Regions from separate parts of the Mus musculus genome. Here all the other regions are linked to region 2. The links are chromatin contacts, called in public HiChIP or PLAC-seq and promoter capture Hi-C maps. All regions are on one chromosome and are shown on one strand. Each heading gives the region's core, a stretch centred on a gene start, on an enhancer-like site or on the middle of the called end of the contact. The rest is flanking DNA. Distances are from core to core; before and after follow the strand shown. Region 1 holds the start of Prkag1 (protein kinase, AMP-activated, gamma 1 non-catalytic subunit). Region 2 holds the start of 2310068J16Rik (RIKEN cDNA 2310068J16 gene). Region 3 holds the start of Kansl2 (KAT8 regulatory NSL complex subunit 2).

Region 1 (3,161 bases), core at 203-2,702, 1.1 Mb after region 2:
TAGTTGGACTATGTTATAACGCACAAAGTGAGCTGGCCCCAGGGGGAGCCAGAGGGTGATGGTGCCCTTATCTTCCTTTCCCTTCCTTTCCCCCCCCAAGCTTGTGCTGCAGACGAACCTCTTCCTGCGGGTAGCGGTAGGGTAGAGGGTGTGTGAGGCCTCAGACCCCTCTCTGGTGGAGCGAGGGGATGAAATGACGCTTCTATGCAGTTCTCTCCTAGGGGCTGTGGGCAGAGGGCATTTTGTAATTACTATTTTCAAGAATCAGATTATCTGGATTGTAGAGATGGGCTGGATGGTGGCAAATGGGCAGGCCTGCTGGAGGGGTAGGGCGGTTGCTGTTGTGATTTTAGGTTTTTGTTTTGTTTTAAATTTGGGGGATTGTGGATTGATGGGGGTAGGGAGATTTTTGGGTTTTTTTTTTTTTTTTTTTTTTTTTTCTGGCCTTTTTTTTTTCTTTTCTTTTCTTTTTTTTTTTTTTAAAGCTGCTTCCTCAACTGTTTCAAGCTGCAAATGTTTGAGAATAACAACTCCCCCACACTCCCACGGAAACCATTGTAATTAGACTAGACAGTGGGAACCTGGGCTTGCTGTCCCCAAAGCCACAGAGCTGAACGGTCTAGGCATTAGGTGGGGGAGATGGTCTCCTGTGAGTCAGGCTCTGGTTGGGGTTTGGGCCCTAGAACTGGGAAAGGAGAAGGGGCAGACTTTGTAAGCATATGCTAGGTATCCGATAGTCCTGTAGAATTTAGTGAAGAAACCTTATACAGTTTTTAATTTTTATATAAACTATAACTCAGACCCACGCTACAAGGTTGGAATTTTGGTTGTTGTTGGTTTTTTTTTTTTTTTTAAAGTACCCTGCCTGTATAATTGCATCAGAATCCCACCCCCAACCCCGCCCCCTGTGTTTGTATTTTGGGTTGGTTTACACTTGCACTCAATTTTCAGTTTCTCCCTTTTTACCTTCTACCTTCACCTCCAGGACCCTCCCCCTTTAAAAAAAAATAAATCGCTGACAAGTGTGAACCCGTGAAGAACTTTCTTTTGTGTTGTGTGTATCCTGTACAGCAAGGTTGGTCCTTCGTGACAACGGATGAAATGGTTCCCTTTTTTAAAGCGCTCTCTCTTCCTCCACCCCCAGCGCCCCTGTCCTTGGCATGTTTTGTATCAGCGATCATTCTGAACTGTACATAATTTATGTTGCGAGAGGCAAAGGGCAAGTTTTGGATTTTGCTTCTTCAAAGTTTGTTTTTAAACGATAAATAAAAAAAGAACATTTTAAATACAAGTGCCTCTGTCCCATGACCCTCGCCGTTGGCCAGATCTTAAGGTCCTGGAGAGCTGGGAGAGGAAGGTTACCCAATAAACCAGGCTCAGCCACCGCCGGAAGGGTGGGTTCCCCGCCTTCCGCCCTGCGGCTGGGGTCTGACGTAGGCGGAAGTGGTGCGCGGCACCGGATGTGGGGCGGGGTCTGGCGCCAGGGAGCTTTCCAAGCTGAGGAACTGGCGGGCGCTAGCAATGGAGTCGGTGAGTGGCGCAGGAGGGCGGCGGGGGGCGCTGTGGAGCCGGAGACCCCCCGCTAGGAGCCGGGGAAGGCCGGCCCGGCTTGGCGCTGGAGTCCGGGACTCCCCTTCCTCTGCTCGGGTGGGCGCCTCTCCTAGGTCTGGGCCACACCCGTGCCCGCCCGCCCGCCCGCCCGCCAGGGGTCCGCGGTACCCTGAGAGATAGGGAGCGGGTTGTGAGCTTGGAGCCCCCTGCCCATGAGTGCCTCAAGTCCTTTCCGAAGTTTGCATGAGAGCGGGGTTGTGATCCCGCGTATTAGGTGAGCGAGCCCGGCTTGCAGGGAGCTCCAGGACCCCGTTTGTGCGATTGCTTAAGCAATTGTTGGCATCCTGCGAGGTTCCATTCCTTTACTAAGCCCGAGAATTGAATTTTCCGCGAAGGAAGGAATCCAGGAGGCCACTGTGTCCCCTGGACAAGTTTAGGTCGTGTCCTGATCAGTGACGCTGTGCATGCGTGTTGACAGCTCGTTCTTGGCGAGCACCGTCGGCTCGGCTCTTTACAGATGCGGTAGGTTTATCTGCTACTTACTTGTTTGACCGACCTCATTCGCAGGAGCTTTCTCTGCCACTCCGAAGGCCCTCCCATCGACTTCCTGCTCCGTAGTTTTTAACCGAGTATCTTCTGAGGGCAGCTTGGGGTTTGTCTTCCCCCACCATATATCCATGTAATACTTGCAGGTTCGCTCTTCTTAGAATTGCGTTTTCTTTGAGTCAGTTACTTGGCCTGGAGTAAATTCTCTCCCCCTCCCCCCCCCCCCGCCCCTTTGTGTGCAGAGGAATAGTGTAACTTAGTTTATAAAGAAGGAAGGATAAAGTGGTAAAATGGTATGCAGGTGGTCCTCTAACCAAGGATTTTGTTTTTCTACAGAGAAAGCATTCTCAGCAAAAGTAGTTTGATTACATTAAATTTAAAACAACACGTTTCTAACTTGTAAATGTATTATTTACATTATAAGTGAACTGTGAGTATATAGTTCTAAAGCAACTTTTCTCTATATTTACGAATTTAGCCCTTTGCTTTATATATACTGGAGTACAGAGAGACAGAGATGAGAGGTACCGGGAAGGCTGTTAGTTAAGGTAGACTGTAGTAAGTACTGTCCTTAGGGCTTTTTTTTTTTCCCCTCCCCTGAGACAGGGTTTCTCTGGGTAGCCCTGGCAGCTGTCCTGGAACTCACTCTGTAGACCAGGCTGGCCTCAGAACTCAGAAATCCGCCTGCCTCTGCCTTCAAGTGCTGGGATTAAAGGTGTCCTTAGGATACAGACACCTGACTAAAGGAAGGAGAAATTACAGTGAGCCTAGGAGCAGAGTTCAGCCCATGGCTCAGTAGTGTTGAAACTAGATTTTGATGATAGTGTAAGAAAAGGTGGCTAAAACCAAGTTGGAAGTCTCTCTCTCTCTCTCTCTCTCTCTCTCTCTCTCTGAGACAGGGTCTCAGTAGGTAGCTCAGATGGTCTGCACAGTGTGGCTATGAGCCATCACTCGCTTGGGCTGTGGGCTTTTATAGTAAGGGGGCCAGTGGGAGATTTATGAGCAAGGCAGGCGGTGTGCTTGAGAATATTCTTAACAGCTTTCTGTGAATAGACGAAACCACT
Region 2 (3,200 bases), core at 557-3,056:
AGACAAATCAGGGTTTTTTGTTTTGGTTGGTTTTTCAAGACATGGTTTCTCTGTGTAGCCCTGGCTGTCCTGGAATTGGATCTGTTCACCAGGATGGCCTAACCAACCTGCCTCTGCCTCCCAAGTGCTGGAATTAAAGATGTGTACCACCCCCCCCCCTGAATTCTAACTGGTTTTAATATATTTCAAAACATTAATTTTCAATAAACTACATATGAGAAAATGATGAACTGAGTGACTAATGAGCATATTAACTAAATTTACATAGTAGTTTGGTGGAAAATACAATAATAATTCATTAGCAGAGCCAGGAGTAGAGGTGCACTCTGGGAGGTAAAGGCATATACTATGTCTAAACTTGGAAATATGCCTTTTATCCCAGGGCTCAGGAAGCAGAGGCAGTCAGATCTCTGGGTTTGAGGCCAGTCTGGTCTAAAGAGGAGTGCCAGGTAAGCCAGGGCTACAAAGAAAAAACCCTGTCTCCGGGGGTGGGGTGAACAATATTTGCACGGCATGGTAATTCCTAAAAAGGAAACTAAGCCCTGCTTACAATAAAACCTGATTTCTTGTCCTTTTCAAAACCAAGGTGAACTTAAATTAATAACAACAAAATAAACAGAAAGATTGAGTCCACTGTTCGAAATTTTTAGTGGACTGTTTCAAATATCCAAATGAATACATACTACTGACCTTCAGCATACATTAATTAAGCGTCTTTAACGCCTAATTTTTAGGATCCCAAACTTATCAACTGAAAGGTAGATCAGTAATGAGGGAAAATGAGTATAGAAGATATAAGCAGTTATTTGCTTAATATACAATACACGTGTTTGTGTGAAAATGTCCTTATGTAACACAATACCAAGTACAACGAATATACACAATGAAAAATAAGAATTGCTTATTTACTTTATGCCAGACTACCCTAAGATTCTCCCACCACCACTCTGAACACTCTTTGCCCCTAAGTTAGCCCCATCTTCCAAGTCCATTATACAACCTGTGATTCCGTCTCTCATGAAAAGATTCTTTTTATGGGCATAGTTAACAAATGCCAAGTTGCAAAGTTGCAGCTTTGCTGGATTGACGTTTTCACAATGTAAGAACAATATGATCTGGAATCTACTCAAAGCATTTGCCAGGCAGTCAGCTGATGCTCACTCAACACAACCGGGCAGAAACGAGAGAAATTAAACTTCATTATTTGTCTAAGACAGGTAATCACTACCTTGAAATCTCAAACAGGCGGACGGTAGACGGTCCAATAGAAACGGTATTTCCACCGATCCAACACCACCACAAAACCCCGGCTTCACCTAAGTTTCTCTCCTCCTTTGCAATTTTCCTTGTAACTGGCCCCGAACAGGTTCGCGGAATCAACCCGCACCACGCAGCCGCAGCCCGAGTAACTTTTACAAAAGGTCAGAGCGGTGCCTTTCAAGGCTTCCGACCCCTGTGGGGCTTCGCCGTTCGCACCAGCTCGCTTTCTCCCCCCGCACCCCCCTCGAACGTTCCAGAGCCGGCGGACGCAACCCAACAAAATTTTGGTGCAGCTTGGGGGGTCCGGAGGTGGGGGGAGCGGGCGAGCTTTCTACTCTCTTAAAAAAAAAAAAAAACAACAACAACACGCCCCTCCCCAGTTAGCGAGACAAAACCCCACCGCGCCCGCAGTTCCCCTTCTCCCGCGCTCCCACATGTTGCTCGCTCCGTCCCAGGCGGCCCCGCGAGGCCTCGCTCACCCCCAGCGCGCCCACCTGATCGCCCTTTCTCCGCAGGCTCCGCCCCCGCCGCCCGCCCGCCCGCTCGCCTCCTTCAGGAGCTCCATATGGGACACCCTCGGCTCCCTCGGCTCCTCACGCCACCTCAGCCCAGCCCCCGACGCGCCGCCTTCCCTTTCCCTGCCGCCGGGGGCCTCGACCCACACAGGCTCCTCGGGCCTGCGGAGGGCACAGCGGGGCTGCACGGCCTGCACGGCCCAGGTGCTGTGTCAGCCTCTCGTCGGGCTCCGCGGCGTGGACGGCCTGGAAAGTCACATGGCGGTGGGACCGGCCCGCGCCCCGAACACTCCGGCTCTTCTCAGAGCCCGACCGGGCGACCCGAGCCACTCACCTCAACGAAGAGCAACATGTCTGCTTCCGCTCGGCCCGATCGTTCACGCTGCCGCGACTCCAACTGGCTCCCAGGCCCGGGCCCCGGTCGGTAGGATAAGGACACTCGCCTTGCCCCTCCACCCGGCAGTGGACCCGGCTCCTCCCCCGCCGTCAGCCGCTGCGCCCTGACCCGCCCAGTCCCTCCTCCCGGGAAGCAACAACTGTTTCCGGTTCTGGAGGAAAACTGCTTCCGGGGGCGGAGGGCCTGCCCGCCCCTGTGCGTGCTTCGCTCCGGCAGGCTCGTCTGTGGCGGCGAAGGCGAAAGTGTGTGGTACGTGTCGCGTGTGGGTCGACGCCCGGGAGGCCGCGCCGGGCTGTGCAAAACGCTCACTAAAGCATTTGTACTTTCTACCAAAAAGCTGACACCGCACTGCTAACCCTTGCGCAGATTCGTGGTTAAAAACCTAGGTCCGATTAAAAAGCGACCGAGTGCACCCGCCCCTGCTGATGACGTACTGGCTCCTCCCGCCCCTCATTAGAAAAAAAAAAAAAAAAGCTGAAGAGGGAGCTAAGATACTCTTCAGCTACTCAGTGCTTGTACTTTACTAAGCATTTTGCATAAGTTAATCTTAAGACCCTATGAATGTATTGTTGGAGGAGTGCTGGAACAGTCAGATTCCTTTCGCTACAACTTTGATAAAACTTTAGCCCAAGCCCCTCGGAATCAGGTCTCATTAACATAATGATGCTCCGCTGTGATGCTTAATGCTCTACTAAAAATAATTAGCCTAGATCTCTTCTTTATTATGTTTTCATAGTCAAATAAAATAGTATACAAATATTTAATTATTTTTACTAGAGTTATTCTTCCTCTACCAGTCTCTATTGCTCCAGTTTCAAACACTTTTTTTTTTTTTAATTTAAAAAAACATGAGCCGGGCGTGGTGGCACACGCCTTTAATCCCAGTACTTGGGAGGCAGAGGCAAGCGGATTTCTGAATTCAAGGCCAGCATGGTCTACAGAGGGAGTTCCAGGACAGCCAGGGCTACACAGAGAAACTCTGTCTCAAAAAAAACAAAAAAATAAAAAATTTACATATATATATTTGT
Region 3 (2,974 bases), core at 98-2,597, 1.4 Mb after region 2:
ATTAAAGGCATGTGCGCCACCATGCCGGGCACAAATAAGTTTTTAAAAATGGTGCACTCCAGGTTCAGTGAGACAAGTCCAGATCCTGTCTTTGACCACAGAGACCCCCTTGCCTCTCTCCACAGTGTTCAGATTACTGGTGTGTGCTACCTACCGTAACCGTACCTGGTGGCTTTTTCATCTTTTGTTTTTGAGACACGGTTTCTCTGTGCAGCCCTGGCTGTCCTGGAACTGGCTTTGTAAACCAAGTTAGCCTCGAACTCGGAGATCTGCCTGCTTCTACTCTTCCCCCCCCCCCCCCCCCCCCCAGTGCTGGGGTTAAAGGAGTCTGCCACCACTACCAAGTGGGAGATACTCTCTTAAGAGAATAAGTTGGGAGGCAGAGGCAGGCGGATTTCTGAGTTCGAGGCCAGCCAGGGCTGCACAGAGAAACCCTGTCTCCAAAGGGGGGCGGGGGGGGGGGGAGAAGAAGAAGAGAATAAGGCAGAGAGCCATCGGATTTCTATAGGTGTGGTTGGAATCTTTAAAGAATCGTGAAAACGGAATAGCCTGTTTCTATAATACACTATTCGGCAGGGCGTTGAGAAGCATGCGCTATGCCAGAAGTCATTTTGATTTTCCATCACTTTATCTGTAAATAATGTCTACCTAAAAAATAATGTCTACCTCTTAGGGCTGCTCTACAAAAATTAATTAGTACATATATATGATTCATGAGATAGAAAGAGTTCGAGTGTTTACATGAAATGACCAAGAAAAAAAAATTAAATGAACTGGTTGGTCACCATAGAAAACTAATAAAACCTTTTCATGTGTAAACAGAAAACACGGTCAGCCACCGTCCACTTTTTTTCTTTTCTTTTTTTTAAGATTTATTCATATGAGTACACTGTCCCTGTCTTCTGACACTGCAGAAGAGGGCATCGGATCCCGTTAGAGTTGGTTGTGAGCCACCATGTGGTTGCTGGGAATTGAACTCAGGATCTCTAGAAGAGCAGTCGGTGCCATTTCTCCAGCCACCCCAATGTCTACTCTTCTGCTGTGTAGGGACGGTAAAGAAGTAGCTGCCCGAGAAGACTGGAGACTACTGCCACCAGAAGACGAACCCTTCAGATGGAAAAATATCCGAATCCGGCGACTGGCGGTGGCCCGCCTTTCCGACGGCCCACTCACCGGCCGAGTTTCTGACAGACACTTCACTTCAGCCACTCCCGTTGTGGAGTCTCTCACTGTCCCGCCCTCCACAGGCTAGTGTTAGTTCTGACCAATAGGAGCACAGCACCCTCAGCGCAGCAACCAATCAGCGTCTAGGGTCGCGTTCCGAGCAGGCGGAGCAGCCAGAGGGCAAGCTGCGCGGTGCCGCGCGGTGGGGGAGGTAAGATGGCGCCGTGCCGGGCGCTTCTCCTTTGCTGTTAGGCGCTGCTCGCCTTCTCTGTCAGCTCAGCGCGGCACGTCGTCTCCTGCAGCGTTGGAGCCTCTCTGGTTGCTAGGCTTTCGGGGAGCCAGGTTCTCCGGTGCCGGGAGCCGTGGGACAAGATGGCGCTTGTAGGACGACGGCCAAGGCGCTCGGGTCGGGGCTGTGAGCGCTGAGGCGGCCAGGGACAAAGGCGGCGAGCCGGGGCGTGGGGGCGGGGCGTGCCGCGCCGTTGCAGTGGTGCCGCGTGGGACAGGCGCCGCGCTTCCGGTCTGCTGCTGCGGAGATTCGGCCAACGTGGTAGGGGCCCGGGCGGCGGGCGGGTCGGTGACGGGAGGCTGGAGGGCGGCCGCGGGAGCACGCAACCAGGACTCGTGGCCGGGCTAAGGCCGTTTCGATCTGTCGTGTGACCGCCCTCCCCGCAGGTTTTGGCATGAACAGGATTCGGATTCACGTCTTGCCAACGAATCGGGGGAGGATCACCCCAGTGCCCAGGTCGCAGGAGCCCCTTTCCTGTTCGTTCACTCACCGCCCGTGCTCTCAGCCGCGGCTGGAGGGGCAGGAGTTCTGCATTAAGCACATTCTTGAAGACAAGAATGCACCCTTCAAACAATGTAGTTACGTCTCGACGAAGAATGGAAAAAGGTGCCCCAGTGCTGCCCCAAAGCCCGAGAAGAAAGATGGGTACGTGGAGAGGCGTGGGTTATATGGGTGCCTTCGGGCTCCGAGAGTCGTTCTTACTTTTCAATGCACGCCAAGCACAGGTTGTATCACCGAGCCTGCTTCAACGCCCAAACCTCCTACCGTTAGACTTTTATTACATTTCGAAGCATTTATTTCCCGTTGGTAGTTTGTTTTGTGTGGTTAGGGACACGTGGGGAGGTCAGAGGCCAATTTGCTGGAGTCGGTTTTAGTACCTCCTGGTACGGAAGGACAGACAGAAGGTTAAGCTAGGCTTGCAGAGTCACAGACTCCCCCACCCCCGGCTCCTCTTTTGAGACAGTCTCGCCCTTGCTTGGAACAGTTTTGGCAACCCTTTATGGTTTTTTAAAGAACTTTCATGTGTATGGGTGTTTGCCTGCATGTGTGTTGGTGTACCACGTTCATGCTTGAGGGGAGGGCGTTGGGTCTCCTGGAACTGGAGTGGGAGAATGTTGGTGCCACATGCTTGTCCCCTGCCTTCAGTTTTAAAGTGCAAAGGGGAACATGATGTGTAGAGTTGGTCGTATCTGCGGAGTTTTAGGTCGTGTGTTTGTAAAAAAGGTATTAAGGATATTCACTCTTTGGGAGGCAGGTCAAAACACTCAAATGCTCAGAGGTGATGATGCTGGCAGCAGTGGTGCAGGCCTTTAATCCTGGCACTTGGGAGTTCAGGCCAGCCTAGTAAAAGCATTGAATTCCAGAATTGCCAGGGCTAAACAGAACCCTGTCTCAACCCTCCCACCCCACCCCGCCAATAATGAGAACTGGAAGGCCATTTGAGGGAGAGATATTTAGTTAATCGCTTGCTGGAAAAATTAAGGTTTTGAGTTCTGATTATGGTCAGACTGATTTTAACCC

What was found. Promoter capture Hi-C pulls out the DNA fragments that hold promoters and counts their contacts. HiChIP or PLAC-seq counts read pairs in DNA pulled down with a chosen protein or histone mark.
Region 1: a contact with region 2 is called in an H3K27ac HiChIP or PLAC-seq map of microglia, with 7 times the contacts expected there. The contact joins the promoter of Prkag1 here to the promoter of 2310068J16Rik in region 2. A contact is called at or near these places in 1 of 39 promoter capture datasets (liver) and 1 of 115 datasets of contacts at active chromatin or transcription factors (microglia).
Region 3: a promoter capture Hi-C map of erythroid cells shows a contact between it and region 2, with 10 times the contacts expected there. The contact joins the promoter of Kansl2 here to the promoter of 2310068J16Rik in region 2. A contact is called at or near these places in 2 of 39 promoter capture datasets (erythroid cells and liver).

What each region holds. Positions count from the first base shown.
Region 1 is chr15:98,829,799-98,832,959 of GRCm38.p6, reverse strand. It overlaps Prkag1 (protein kinase, AMP-activated, gamma 1 non-catalytic subunit), which reads left to right and starts at 1,452. Exons shown (of 12, transcript NM_016781.2): 1 at 1,452-1,530. The coding sequence starts at 1,522. Kmt2d (lysine (K)-specific methyltransferase 2D) reads left to right here. Exons shown (of 55, transcript NM_001033276.3): 55 at 1-1,291.
Region 2 is chr15:99,971,893-99,975,092 of GRCm38.p6, reverse strand. It overlaps 2310068J16Rik (RIKEN cDNA 2310068J16 gene), which reads left to right and starts at 1,806. Exons shown (of 1, transcript NR_028124.1): 1 at 1,806-2,926. It overlaps Larp4 (La ribonucleoprotein domain family, member 4), which reads right to left and starts at 2,313. Exons shown (of 16, transcript NM_001024526.2): 1 at 2,110-2,313. The coding sequence starts at 2,127.
Region 3 is chr15:98,532,642-98,535,615 of GRCm38.p6, reverse strand. It overlaps Kansl2 (KAT8 regulatory NSL complex subunit 2), which reads left to right and starts at 1,347. Exons shown (of 10, transcript NM_133714.5): 1 at 1,347-1,714; 2 at 1,840-2,098. The coding sequence starts at 1,848.